Regions from separate parts of the Sus scrofa genome. Here all the other regions are linked to region 3. The links are chromatin contacts, called in public HiChIP or PLAC-seq maps. All regions are on one chromosome and are shown on one strand. Each heading gives the region's core, a stretch centred on a gene start, on an enhancer-like site or on the middle of the called end of the contact. The rest is flanking DNA. Distances are from core to core; before and after follow the strand shown.

What was found. HiChIP or PLAC-seq counts read pairs in DNA pulled down with a chosen protein or histone mark.
Region 1: an H3K27ac HiChIP or PLAC-seq map of alveolar macrophages shows a contact between it and region 3. The contact joins the promoter of TSEN2 here to the promoter of MKRN2 in region 3. A contact is called at or near these places in 4 of 47 Hi-C or Micro-C datasets (epiblast stem cells, heart right ventricle and skeletal muscle) and 1 of 2 datasets of contacts at active chromatin or transcription factors (alveolar macrophages).
Region 2: an H3K27ac HiChIP or PLAC-seq map of alveolar macrophages shows a contact between it and region 3. The contact joins the promoter of RAF1 here to the promoter of MKRN2 in region 3. A contact is called at or near these places in 2 of 5 promoter capture datasets (fetal liver and liver), 4 of 47 Hi-C or Micro-C datasets (heart right ventricle, liver and skeletal muscle) and 2 of 2 datasets of contacts at active chromatin or transcription factors (alveolar macrophages and skeletal muscle).

The regions. Positions count from the first base shown.
Region 1 is chr13:68,478,672-68,483,113 of Sscrofa11.1, forward strand. It overlaps TSEN2 (tRNA-splicing endonuclease subunit Sen2), which reads left to right and starts at 2,071. Exons shown (of 13, transcript XM_003132372.6): 1 at 2,071-2,160; 2 at 4,338-4,423.
Region 2 is chr13:68,654,593-68,659,180 of Sscrofa11.1, forward strand. It overlaps RAF1 (RAF proto-oncogene serine/threonine-protein kinase), which reads right to left and starts at 3,318. Exons shown (of 17, transcript XM_021069350.1): 1 at 2,920-3,318.
Region 3 is chr13:68,543,913-68,548,694 of Sscrofa11.1, forward strand. MKRN2 (probable E3 ubiquitin-protein ligase makorin-2) reads left to right here and starts at 2,570. Exons shown (of 8, transcript XM_021069355.1): 1 at 2,570-2,847. The coding sequence starts at 2,603.

The sequences.
Region 1 (4,442 bases), core at 821-3,320, 66 kb before region 3:
TGCTACTTCTGGCGACTTGCAGCACCTCTGAGCCTTTTTTTCTTTCTTTCTTTCTTTTTTTTTTTTGTCTTTTGTTGTTGTTGTTGTTGTTGTTGCTATTTCTTGGGCCCTCCCGCGGCATATGGAGGTTCCCAGGCTAGGGGTTGAATCACAGCTGTAGCCACCGGCCTACGCCAGAGCCACAGCAACACGGGATCCGAGCCGCGTCTGCAACCTACACCACAGCTCATGGCAACGCCGGATCCTTAACCCACTGAGCAAGGGCAGGGACCGAACCCGAAACCTCATGGTTCCTAGTCGGATTCGTTAACCACTGCGCCACGACGGGAACTCCTGAGCCTTTTTTCTTATCAGTTAAATAAGGAAGTTGAACTGGACAACCTCTGAGTTCCCTTTCATTTTTAAAACCTTCCAATTCTAAAGCCTAAATTGGCATGTTCTGGTGCAATATCACAGCCTCCCTCCAGCTCTCTTCCCTCCCCACTCCATCCCCTTATCACTGTTCTGTGCACCCTGCTGAAGTTCTCCCTTTTCTTCAAGGCTCTACTGCTGAAGTTTTTTGTGTTTTGTTGTTGTTGGGTTTTTTGGTTTGTTTGTTTTCTTTTGTTTTTTGTCTTTTTAGGGCCAAACCTGCAGCATATGGAAATTCCCAGGCTAGGGGTCCAATCAGAGCTGTAGCCACCGGCCTACACCACAGCCACAGCAACACGGGATCAGAGCCACATCAGCAACTTACACCACAGCTCATGGCAGTGCCAGATCCTTAACTCACTGAGCAAGGCCAAGGATCAAACCCGAGTCCTTACAGATACTAGTCGGGTTCATTACCACTGAAGCAGGACAGGAACTCCTGCTGAAGCTAATTCTGATTTTGATTTCTCTGAAGTCTGAACTCCTTTAGGGAGCAGTTAAGGTTCCTACAGGCTGACCAGCCACAGAATACCACATCTTGAGCTCTTCCTACCAGGAGCTCACAGTCCAGTTAAGGAGGACCAGGGAACGGGGACAACACAGAGTTCCCCCAACTATCATGAGAACACAGGGGACAGTCACCCAAGCCAGCATGGGGAGGCAAGAGGAGGTCTCCTGAGGAAAAGGTATCTGAGTTGAGACTTGTAGGGTGACCAGGAATCACTGCTGCAGACAGAGGAGAAAGATGTTCCAGGAAGTGGCAACAGTGTGTGGGAAGCCCTGGAGACCAGAGAAAGCTGGGAAAAGTCCAGATTTCAAGGCCTGTCACACCTAGCCCCTTAAATCTCTCTGGCATTATTTGCCATCCTTCCCTGTCACCTACCCGCCTTGCACTCATGGTTTGTGTGCTGGGGACCCTGGGATTCATATGTGGAAAGGTATATATTGGACTCCCTACCAAGCCTCCTGGTCAGGAGAATCTTTTACTCTTCCCAAGGCACTGTCGTTTTGCTCATCCCTCATAATCCTGACGACCCTTTTTTTCAGTAGAGGAAATTGTGGCTCAGAAAGATTAAGTCACTCATTGGAGACCACACAGCTGGTGACAGGGTGAGGAGGTGGGGGGCGGGGTAGGGCTGCAAATACTGGTCTAACTGCCGGCCTATTGTGCCCACAGTGGCTTTGAGTCAGGTGTCTGCGAGAGGGCACTTTCTTACAGGTTTCCCTGCGTGCTGCACTTAAAAGCATGGAGAAAGCTGAAGTCTGCAGGCTGAGTTCAGAGGAATTGCTTACCAGGGCTGGGGTCATTTCAAGTCCGGTCGTCTCAAGCATCCCATCGCCCCGCGGCTGAGAACCGACATCTGAAGACCTGGGTTCCATTTTTGTCATATTTCTCTAACTCCAATACCTCCCAGTTATGTGTATATGGACATGTAACTTCGATCTCATCTGTTAAAACAGATCTTGCGGGACTATTGTGGGGATGAGAACAGCATGTATATACTGAGGCTGTCAGTACAATCACGGTGTGTGCAGGAAAGAGGACATGCGGTGAAGGGCATGCGGTACACACAAAGCACCCGCCTTAAGGCTCTGCGCAGGTGCGCTCTACAAAGACCCGGTGAGTCCTCCCCCGTGCTCTGCGGCTGCGCAGCTGTCCCGCTTTGCGGCCGCACTGCTTGACGGCAGTGGTGTCCGACCGCCAGCTGGCGTTACCGGGGTAACGGCGATCGCATGTGGCCCAGGAAGGTAAGGCGCGGGACTGGGAGCCGCTGGTGTCCCGGGAAGCTGAGCTGCATACTGAGGGATCCGCCTTGGGGAGAGACGTCCTGTTTTCCGAAAACCCCCAGGGCGAAAGCGGAAACGGCCCAGAGACGTTCCTCCGGTCGCACAGCCGCACCAGACGGCCGGGCTGAGGGGCCAGCCTTCCTACTTCAACCGGAATTAGCCCTTTTCCTCCTTCTTCTTGTACCTGTAGCCCTGTTTTTTGTGTTCTTTCTGGGAGCTCTGACTCCACGTCCTGTGCTGGGGGCGTCGGACTTCGATACTGGCTCTGCCCGAGAGGAGCCTTAGCCGCTGGGAAGGAAACCAGCAAAGGAATACGTTGTAACAGCGAGTCACGGACTTACCACTTTGGTCATTAGCTGCAGTTGCAGCTTGCATTTGGCTAGCACTTTACACGTAGTAGGTCCAGTACCAGGTTCCTTTGCACAGTCACCCGTTTCATCCTCACAACAGCCTTCCCAGGTCTGCTGTTTGTTTACCTGTCTTAGTCTCGTGTTCTAACTTGAAAGCTTCCCAGAAGCAGGCTTGTTTGCCTTGCCCCTTTAATCCTTGCCTCTCCTAGCCTAGGAGGTACTTATTTGGAGGTTTTTTAATTGGGAGACTTTGAACTTTGCTGGGTGGGAGGTTTTAACCAGGCTGGTTTAGCAAAGTCGGCCCAGAGGGTTGGAAAAATTAAATGAAGCTACTCCCCCACTCGTTTTATTTTGTTTTGTTTGGAATAAACGTATACTGAACACCTAAAAGGTGTTAGCTTGTCTGCTCAAGGGAAGATTAGGAACAAGCATTGCTTTTGATAGAAAAGTAAATATACTTAACGGTATGGACGCCTGGAGTCAGTATGCCCAGGTTTGGGAAAGGAAAAGTAACAGCCCTTTACAGGTACATAGCACTCAGCCCTTCTGAGTTCCTTTCCTCACCTTCACAATGGGGATGGTTGTTGGGATTGAGTTTGAATAGGCCATCCTATCACCAGAGGTTGCCAACTTTAGCTCCATGTTGAAATCACCTGGGTCCTACCCCAGATTTTCTGATGTAGTTGCAGCTAAGTCCTGGAGTTTCAAAATTTCCCCATGTGATTCAAAGGCAGCCAAGCTTGAGAGCTGCAGTTAATTTTCAGACCCCAGGTTAATTTTCTTAATCTTTGCTGTTTTCATTCCCTGCTGAAAAACTTGCACTGGGCCCAAGCCTTCACATCCCACCTGACCACTGGCCCAGTCTTTCCTAAACATTTGTATGTGCTTCAGTCATGGGTCCTTTTGTTAGTCTATCTTACCATGCCCTGTGTCCCTGCCGTCCTGGCCTTTCATGTTATAGCTGTGGGCAAATGACCTGCCCCCTCTGTTTCCTAGTCTGTGAAGTAAGGATGGTAGTACCCATGTATGTGGCGTGTGGCTGGCATGTGGTACAGTCAGCATGTTGTACCTTTTGGTGATGGTGAGCTCCTATCATTGTGTTAAATCTCCCATTAGGCTGTTCTCCTATCATGGTGCTGAAGAAACCTTTCAAAATGTGGAGACTAGCAAACTCAAACCTTTCTCCTTTGCTTTGCCTTCCAAGTTCTGCACAAGACATCTCTTCCATGAAACTATGAAACTAGAGATCTTCTGGTTTGTCTTACTGATATTTTTCAGCATTATTGAGAGATGATTCATGTATCATAAAATTCACCCCTGTAAAATGTGCAGTTTAGCAGTTTCAGTATATCAGAGTTATGCATCATCACCATCCCTGCAATCTAATTTTAAAGCGTTTTCATCATATTCAGGATAAACCCCATACCTGTTGGCAGTCACTCCCCATACCTCCCTTGCCCCAGCACCTGGCAGTCACTAATCGACTTTATGTCTCTTTGGATTTGCCTGTTCTGGGCATTTCATATTAATGGTCTTATACAATGTGTGGTCCTTTGTGACTGGCTTTTCTCAAGGTAATGCTCTCTAGGTTCATGAAGCAGGCGTCAGGGCTTCATTCCTTTGTTAATTGCTGATAATATCCCATTATGTGGATACAGCACATTTTGTTGATCCATTCATCTATTGATAGTCTTTGGGGTTGTTTCTACTTTTTGACTGTTATAAACAATATTGCTGTAAACATTCATGTACAAATTTTTGTTTGAGCATGATTTCTTTTTTCTCTAGGAGTGGAATTGCTGGATCATATGATTATTCAGTGTTTAACATTTGAGTGACTTCCAGACTGTTTTCTAGTCCTGTTCAATTTGAAGGTAATGAAACTGGGTTCAG
Region 2 (4,588 bases), core at 2,068-4,567, 110 kb after region 3:
TTCCATAAACCCCCAACTGTCACATTAGTCCACTGTCTTTCAAAGGCATTACTTAAAATTCTCTTCTGCAAGTCAACATTAAGGCATGCTATTCAGCTAACAAGCTCTTCCCAAGACCAGGATTATAATATGTGCTCTATTATGTTAACGTGCAAATAAAGGCACTCCCCCATATAACATTTTTCTATTTTAAGGCAGTAGGTTATTAACAGTTTTATCCATAATTAAAATGTGATAGAATCATATACCTACTACTAATAGGCATTTGAAATAGTAATTTGAAGTTATTAATTATATTTTCCATTTAATAAGTAATCCATTGCTTCTGGAAAAGTCAAATTTTATTTCCAAGAAGTTGTTGTTTAATCTTCGGAGCCAGCCACCTACCTACTTTGGATTTCACAAACAGCATGTTTTAAACTAAAAGCAACTAGTCTCAAAGCAGTTGTAATACAATACCTTATGTTTAACCATTCTCCATTTCATTTTTTAGATACTTTTCATCATAAACAGCCAGCTTAATCTGCTTCTCACTGTTCTCTTTGGCAACACTGAATCCCATAAAATAAATTCTAACATATTTTAATGAAGACTTCTACTTTGTTTTTGTTTGGTGGGGGGCGGGGCGGGAGGTTGGCCCAACCCGTGGCATGTGGAAATTCCCCCAACCAGGGATGGAACCTATGCCAAAGGAGCAACCCACACCACTAGAGCAACAACACTGGATCCTTAACCCACTGTACCACAAGAGAACCCTTCAAGATTTCTACTTTAATGGCATACACATTTTTTAAATTACTGACAAGAGTTTAACAAGACTAAGTTAATTCCACTACAATTTATAATCACAAACTCCACATATCTAAAAGATAAGCTTTTACAACAGAAACAGTATCAGGTTAATTTTCTCCAAGTATCCAGTGTTCAGCTGAGTCAAAGGTTTCTGTTGCATTTTACACAGCTTAGCCCTTGAAGTGATAACTGAAAGCAACACAAAAGAATTGTAATATTCTTAAGGGGTACACAATCCTTACAACCCAGGAAAGATTTAGGAACTGCTAGCTGAAGTCTGCTAATATCATAATAATCACTTTAACACAGGCATCAATCACAACAACACAGCTCTTTGGGGGAAAATTGTGTTCACAGAGCTAAAGACTTTAAAACAGAATTAGAATCCACAAAATCAATCCAAAGAAACAGTTTACCACAGAAAAATTTACTAAAAATACTTGCATTCTACAATTTTTCAGGTATTTCAAATAAACTGCTAATTTCTATATGACTGTGGAGCATGATTTACACTGTCAACAACCATTTAAAATGTTGTATTAGTAGAGGGTAGTACATTTATAAAGTCAACATTTTTGTGAGCAAGTATAACTTTAGAAGAATCTTTCGCAAGAATCCCTAGGAATACGACTTTAGTTCTTTGACCACAGTGTAAATGCAAAACATGTGACATAAAGCACTCATCAAAATGTTCTTAACTGGGTATAACAAAGTCAATCTTTGTGGGGGGGGGTTGGGGGTTTTGCAATTACTATCAGCTTTAACATCATCAAGAGAAGGGGGAAAGTAGCAGGAAGCAAAAAGAATCAGCAATACTCATTCAAAATAATCCCAACTAAATCAACTAGTTCACTACCTTCAACAAAGAAAGATCCTTCACAATCTAGCCAACTTTTGATTTAGACTCTCATCTCTCACCACCTTCTTCCTGCACCCCAGACTGCTTGCTCTCCCCAAATTCATCCCAACTCTAATGTATCTCTCTGCCTTTATACTAGCTGTTCCCTTGGCCTCGCATGCTCTCCCCCTCCTCCTCACCTGAGAAGCACTTACTCATCAGTCCAAAACTCAGCACAAAAATCCCCTCCAGTGTACAAGCTTCCTCAACTCCCCCAGGCAAAACTAGATCCAAATTCCCACGGCACTTGGTAAGTCCATCCTAATCACAGCGCATTGTTTTCACGCCTTGCGAGCAAACAGAGGGCGGACTCCCTCCACTCAGCCCAAAGAGAACAAGGCATGCAGAAATACTCAATGAACGTGCGCTGAATCCACTCCCTCCCGAGACTGGCTGATCCTCTAGAAACCGGTCACATCTCAAGGAGACACAGGAGATCCTATCTTTCTTCGCACCAGAGAAAAAATACCAGAGGGCACACCCAGAGCCCTTGGAAGAGAACAATGAATGAACACCGCTGCCTCACCTCTCCTGAGGTCCAAACGCCTCTCGGCATCGACTAGCTCTGCAGAGCCTCTGCAGCTGCAGAACTGAAGCGTCCAGGCGCTTCTAACTTCATACAAAAGACAGCCCTAGATCTTCATTCCAAAGCCTCCCGGGGCCAACCGTCAGTCTAAGCATCCCAAACCTCTCATTAGTAACCCGCAGAGTCCTGAAACCCAACCGGAGGCCCCTAGGTCTTTGTGGTGGGGCGCTGACCTATTTCCTCCTCTCCTCCCCGACTGCTCCCATTTTCCCCGAAAAGGGTTGTCACTTGAGTGACGGACGCTGAGAGAAGATGCAAGCCTGGGTCCCCCACTCCGCGGCAAGAAATGAAATGAGCCCAACTGAGTGACACACAGACCCGAGGCAGCTCTGGGCAGATTTTCCCGTGGTCAAAATACAAGGAATGTGCACCGGGTACAGGGGTGGCACTGGCATGTTTCCCCGAAACACAAGGAAACCTGAGTGGGGCTGTGGGAACTCGGCTCGCCGGCCATGACACCGGGCCCCGGGGCCCCCGCCCGCCCAGAACCAGCCGGGGTGACAGGGGCCTGGCCCGGGCCCTCCACCCCGCAGCCGCGGGGCCGCCCCGTCAGCGCCGCGCAGGCCGGGCCGCCGGGGAACTCGGCCCCCTCAAACAGGCCGCCCGGCATCCCCGGCATTCAGGACCCGGCCCTACCGCCTACCTGAGGGAGCCGGGCCGCCTCCTTGTCCAGCCGTCCGGCGGCAGCGGTGGCGGCTGGTCCGCTCCTCCTCCCCGCGGTGGGTGAGGGAGCGGGAGGCGGTCACATTCGGCGCGTCCCCAGCCCAGGGGACGGGACCCCAGGCAGCCCCCGCATCGTTGCACAAGCGCTCCGCGCCTCAGGGCACACGCCCCAAAGCCCGGCCAGCTGGCCCTCTTTGGGGCCCAAGAAGAGCGGCAGAAAGCCTTCGCGTCTCACGCTCGTTCTCGTCCTACTCCCGCCATCTAAGATGGCGGCCCCAGCGCCCGCGATGAAGAGACTCTCGGGCGGCCCCGGCTAGCGAGCCCTCCACTCGGTGCTCCTCCCCTCGACCTGCGGCGCCAGCAGTTCTCTGCTTCTGCGCGAGCTCGCTCGGCAGGCGACTTCAATTTGGCTCTGGCATCCACCGCTCTGGCCTGAACTTGGGCCCCGCCTTTCAGGGGGCGTGGCCGCTTAACCGCGCTCGTCGCCATTTCCTCGCCGTCAGAGCTGTAGGTCGGGTGTCGTCTGGTCCCCGGAGAGGCAATTGGGAGGGGCTGGAGTTTAGCTGCCCCGAAGAAGTTTAAGGCCTAGAGGAGGCCAGCCTGCCGGCATCACAGAGTCCAGAGATAACCAGACGTGCTTGAGAACTCGAAGCATAGAGGACGGTGTCTAGCTTTGGCGCGTCCTCCCTGGAGCCCTACACATCTGTTGTCAAATCGCGACTCCGCCGCCTACCCGTCATGTGGGAAAGTCCCTAAACTTTTCTGCGTCTCAATTTCCTCATCTGTAAATTGGGGGTCCTTTTTCCTCCATCAGACTGGCAAAAAGTTAAAAAGAGTGATGATATCTAGCCTGGTCCAAGATGCGTGAAAACGTGCTATGTACCTTCATTCTGCCCTGGAGGGAATGGATATCCGGAGCGCAATTTGGGTTATCTCTGGATATCTTAATGCGTATACACAGCAAGTGCACTTATAGCACTAATTCTAGAAAAATACGCGTAGCACAAAAAGGCATGTGCTAAGATGTTTTTGCCATGTTGTTCTGAGTTAAAGATAACAGTAGGGAAAATGAAATAGGAAACAGGTTAAAGTCTGCTCCCTCCACGGTACAGGCTATCCCTCTGATAAAGATGTCTATATCCATGTACTAATTTTTTTTTTAATCCAAGACTTTAAATTTTACAAAGAACATGTACAGAATGATTTTATTTATTCAAATACAGGCATACAAAACTACCCAGTACCATGTACAATGCTTCTTTCATTTAAATCTTTATTGAGTGCCTATTGTGTACCACACATTGTCCTGGGTATTGGGAAGTCAGCAATAATCAAAAGCTCTGTCTTCTAGTGATGATGAGAAACCAAAAGAAAATGTAAATAATAAATTCGGGTGATCATATGTACAGTATAAAGGAAAATGAAGATGAAGTAAGAAGAGATAATGGCAGGTGTATGTGGGCCAACATAAATATATATAAATACCAGTAAATACATATATGTATATGTAAATACACAAATATATATATATAAGTAAATGCACAGAAAAGACTGGAAGGTACTGAATACAGAAGGACCATGAGGGATTTTTTTTTTTTAAACTAGGAATAATAACGGTGATATCTACCTGACAGGATTAAATGAGATAA
Region 3 (4,782 bases), core at 1,320-3,819:
AACATTCAAAATTAATATTTCAATCAGTATAATTCAAATTAACCAAATAAAGGATACGACAGTATAGTTTTTCAAAAGATGGGGGGAAAGGGATAAAGGATGTTTAAAAAATGTTCATCGGAGTTCTCATTGTGGCACAGCGGAAAGGAATCTGACTAGGGACCATGAGGTTTCAGATTTGATCCCCGGCCTTGCTCAGTGGGATCCAGCGTTGCCATGAGCTGTGGTGTAGGTCGCAGACACGGCTCAGATCTGGTGTTGCTGTGGCCATGGTGTAGGCCAGCGGCTATAGCCTGGGAATCTCCATATGCCATGGGTGCAGCTCTAAAAAAAAAAAAAGACAAAGACAAAATAAGTAAATAAATAAATAATGTTCATGTTTAAAAATGCTAAGAAAACTAGAAAGATTAAGAAACTCCTTTAATCTTATAATGGATAGCTTCAAAAAGTCCACGGCTCACATTTTAATTAATGATGAAATATTAAGTACCCAAATTCAAGAATAAGACAAGGGTGTCCACTGTTACCACTTCTATTTAAGGTTACACTGGAGGTTCTCAGCAGTGAGATAAGGTAAGAAAAAGAAATAAAGAACATGAAATTTGAGAGGGTGAACGAAACTCATTATTTATTGATGGCATGATTGTGTGTGTAGAAAATCCAAAACAACAAACAAATCATTAGAATTAATACATGAATTTAGCAATGGAGCAAGCAACAAGTAGGACATTTTTAAAAAATGTCATTTAAGGAGTTCCTGTCATGGCTCAGTGGTTAATGAACCTGACTATCATCCATGAGGATGCGGGTTTGATCCCTGGTCTCACTCAGTGGATCTGGTGCAGTTGCTGTAAGCTGTGGTGTAGGCTGGCAGCTACAGCTCTCATTTGACCCCTAGCCTGGGAACCTCCAAATGCCATGGGTTCGACCCTAAAAAAACAAACAAACCAAAAAAGTCATTTAAAACAGCATCAAAAAAATTCATCTAGGCACCTGGGAATAAATCTAATAAAAGTTTCTGAAGACTTGTACACTGATAATTGCACAAATTATCCAATATACTTCCTAAATTTCTGAGAGAAATTTTAAAAGTTCCAAGTAATTGGAAGTATATACAGGAAGTATATACATGCTCATTCCTCAAAAGACTCAGTATTTACAGTATTTACAGCAAAGTAAAATACAGCTATCTATAACAACATGGGTGGATTTCACTGGAATGTTGGTCAGAAGAAGACAGAAGAGTACACACGGAATTTTTTCATTTATGTGAAGGTCAAGAACGATCGAAACTAATTCATGGTGGTGGAGGTGAGAATAAGTAGTTACCTTTTGGAAGTATTGACTGGGAGGTGGCATAAAGAAGCCCTCTGAAATGTTGATAAAGTCCGTCCTTTCTGTCTCTTTCTTTCTTTCTTTCTTTCTTTCTTTCTTTCTTTCTTTCTTTCTTTCTTTCTTTCTTTCTTTCTTCCTTTCCTCCCTTCCTTCCTTCCTTCCTTCCTTCCTTCCTTCCTTCCTTCCTTCCTTCCTTTCTTTCCTCTTCCTTCCTTCCTTTCTCTCTCACTCTTTCTTAGGGCTGCACCTGCGGCATATAGAAATTCCCCAGCTAGAAGTCGAATTGGAGCTGCAGCGCTGGTCCACACCACAGCCTAAGCCACTGCAACGCTCCAGTTGCGGTCGCCTCTGCGACCTACACCACAGCTGATGGTAATGCCGAATTCCTAACCCACTAAGAAAGGCTTGGGATTGAACCCGCATCCTCATAGATACTGTGGGGTTCGTTGCCTCCGAGCCACAAGGGGAACTCCCAAAGTTCTCTCTCTAAATCTTAGCTGTGGTTTCAAGAGCGGATATGTAAAAATTCATACAGGCATGAGTATTTTGTGCACCTCACTGTAGTTTATGATGGCTCAATTTTTTACAATTAAATTAAAAAAAAAAGCAATGGGAAAGCATTGAAAGGGTTAACGGTGGTGAATGACACGACCCGATTTATGTTTTAAAAACAGGTTTTGTGTGACTAACAAGAAAAGGGCAGGAGCAGAAGCCAGAAGACTAGTTATGAGGTCACTGCGTGGCCCAGGCAAGGAGTGACGTTTGCTTAGACAGGAACCACGACCGTGGAAATGAAGAGGACGCGTTGGAGAAAGGTGTGAAAGCAGGCTTCGCAGGACATAGGCAATTAGACCAAAAGCCACGAACGTCTTTTTGGGTGACTACCATAGGAAATGGAAGAACAGCTGAGGAATGCCGAGACAGAAAATGAGCTCTAAAACTTGGGGTGGGAGTAGAGACTTTGGGCTAAGGAATTCCGTAAACGGGAGGCGAGGTTTGGCAGGAACAGTAGAGGCTGGTCTGGGAAAGGGGCCCGAGGGACTGCACATGAGGATGGGCAGGGGTATGCGGGATTAAGATGCTCAAAGAGGCGGGAGCTTGGCCTCGGGACTGGGGAGGTGATTCTTGGGAAGCGAGAAGTCGCTAAGGAACGCAGCTGGAGATAGGGTCAGACCCGTAGGAACTAACTGTCGGCACCCGGACAGACCCGCAGGACCAGGATTCTAGTGTGGCCCCGCCCACGAGGCTTGGAAACGCTGTCCTAGGAATGCAGAAGTTGCGGCCCCGCCTCACCTCTGGGGCGGAACCAATTGTGACGGCTGCGAGGTTTCTTGCCGGCGCTACAAAGGTGCGGCCCGAGAGCGGCGGAGTGCGCCGGCGTGACGCGGCCGCGCGGAGTGGGCGGGGCCAAGACGGCGGCGGCTTGCCAGATCGAGAGCTAGAGCGAGAGGCTGTTGTGAGACGACGGCTCCCCAAACCGACCGCCATGAGCACCAAGCAGGTCACCTGCAGGTCAGTGCGCGGCGCCGCAGGGTCCCAGAGCGCCGGGTCGCTTCGGGCCCTTCCAAGGGTGCGCCCCAGTCCTGCGCCAGGGAAGTAGGCTGGAGCCGGTTCGTGGAAAGTGGCTCCCGGTTCATCATCCGACTTCCCACGGAGTCGGTGCGGCCGGAGCCGGGGACCCGGCGGGGCGTGGCCGAGTCTCGTGGCGGAGACTCGGTCGAGGCCGGCGCGGGGGGCTGTCTACGGGTTCCAAGCGTGGTCCCTGCCCTGGAAGGAAGGGGTGCTGGCGGGGCCGTGCAGGGTGCTGGGCCCTGGAGGCGACCCCAGGACTGTGGGTGTAGCTGGAAGAGGTGACTTGGAGGAAAGAGGTTCCAGGAGGTCGTTTGCAAATGGAGATGCCACGCAGGGTTGGGCTGTTAATCGTCGGTTAGGGCCTCAAAGAACTGGAGCCCCGTAAGCGGCCTTCGTTTCCTAAGAGTTTGAAGAACTTCGGTGCAACCTAAACTTTATAGAGAGTTAGCAAGTTAAGAATTGTGTGGAAAGTAGCATTTACTGAAAGTTCGTTCTTTGTCCTGCATATTTCCAGGTCCCTTGCATTCGTTGTCACTAGCCCTCACCGTAACGTTTCTGGGCAGATGTTATTCCTATTTTACAGCGTGGGAATAAATGATGCCCTCATCTTACTGAGGGATCCATTTCCGTGGAGAAATACAACAGCAATGGGTGGATGGTTGTAAAAAATTCAAAATTGTATGACTTCACTGCTCCTGTTAAATAGAAATAGCTTGGTTTTGGTTAACACCTTCCTTCCTTGGTAAGCATGTGGTTTGACGGTATTGGGATCCTAGTCTTAATGAATTTGGGAAATAGTTTTTATTTTAATTGGTTTCAGTTAAATCTGTATGGGAAACATTGATTAGAGGAAAAAAAACAGCTCACAGTTGTAGTTTGGTTATGTAATGAACAGTGTATGTAAGTAGCATCTATGTTGTTACTTCTTTTCATTAGTATGAATAGTTGAGAAGTGACTGTGTAAAAAGTTTCAGCTAAACTGTTTAAACTGTTCAGCCAGTTTATCCAGCCCTCGATAACTTAACTTATATTAAGCAGTTGTCAGAAATTTACACTTAGTGTCTATACAAAAGACTTTTACCAGGTTATCTGTTCTAGAAGGTCTCTTGTGAAGACCTATTCGTGTGTTTATTTTTATTTGTATGACAAAGCAGTATTCTTAGTCATTGTGGACTGTACTTATGGCTGATGCTCCTAAGATATGTCAACAAAACTGCCTGTTTATATGATGCTTTATAACTGAATCTCAGCTCTTCGTGGTACCCAATTTTACAGGTGAGGAAACCTTAATGCTCAGACTTAGAGCTTGTCTCTAATTTACATCTAACTACAGGAACAAAAACTTAAGTCAAGATCATCTTGGGTTTTTTTTTGTTTTTTGTTTTTCCTTCTACACTGACCTGAAAACTTTAATTCTGTGTTTCCCAAACAGGGATGCCCTGCAGAAAGTTAGTGCTTAGAATCTAGAATGGGTTGGCATGTTGGGAAGGGATTAGTTCTGTTGAAGTACTAACTGATGTTCATTGTAGGGCTTGCAATGTGCTAGGTGCTCTTTGAGGTTCTTTACCAGCTGTAATTCGTGGCACAATCCAGCACTATGCACCAATGCATAGATTGATTGTGAAACAAAGCCTCAGCATTGAAGTGACTTGCCAGGGTTATCCAGCTTCCAGGTGGCTGCAGTATGGCTTCAGAGTTCATGCTCCTGTAGATTCTATGGCCCATCCAAATCCATAGGAAAGTCAAAAGAGATCACTTCAGTTCCTGTCGTGGCTCAGTGGTAATGAGTCTGACTAGTATCCACGAGGATATGGGTTTGATCCCTGGCTTCGCTTGGTGGGTTAAGGATCTGGCATTGCTGTGAGCTGTGGTGTA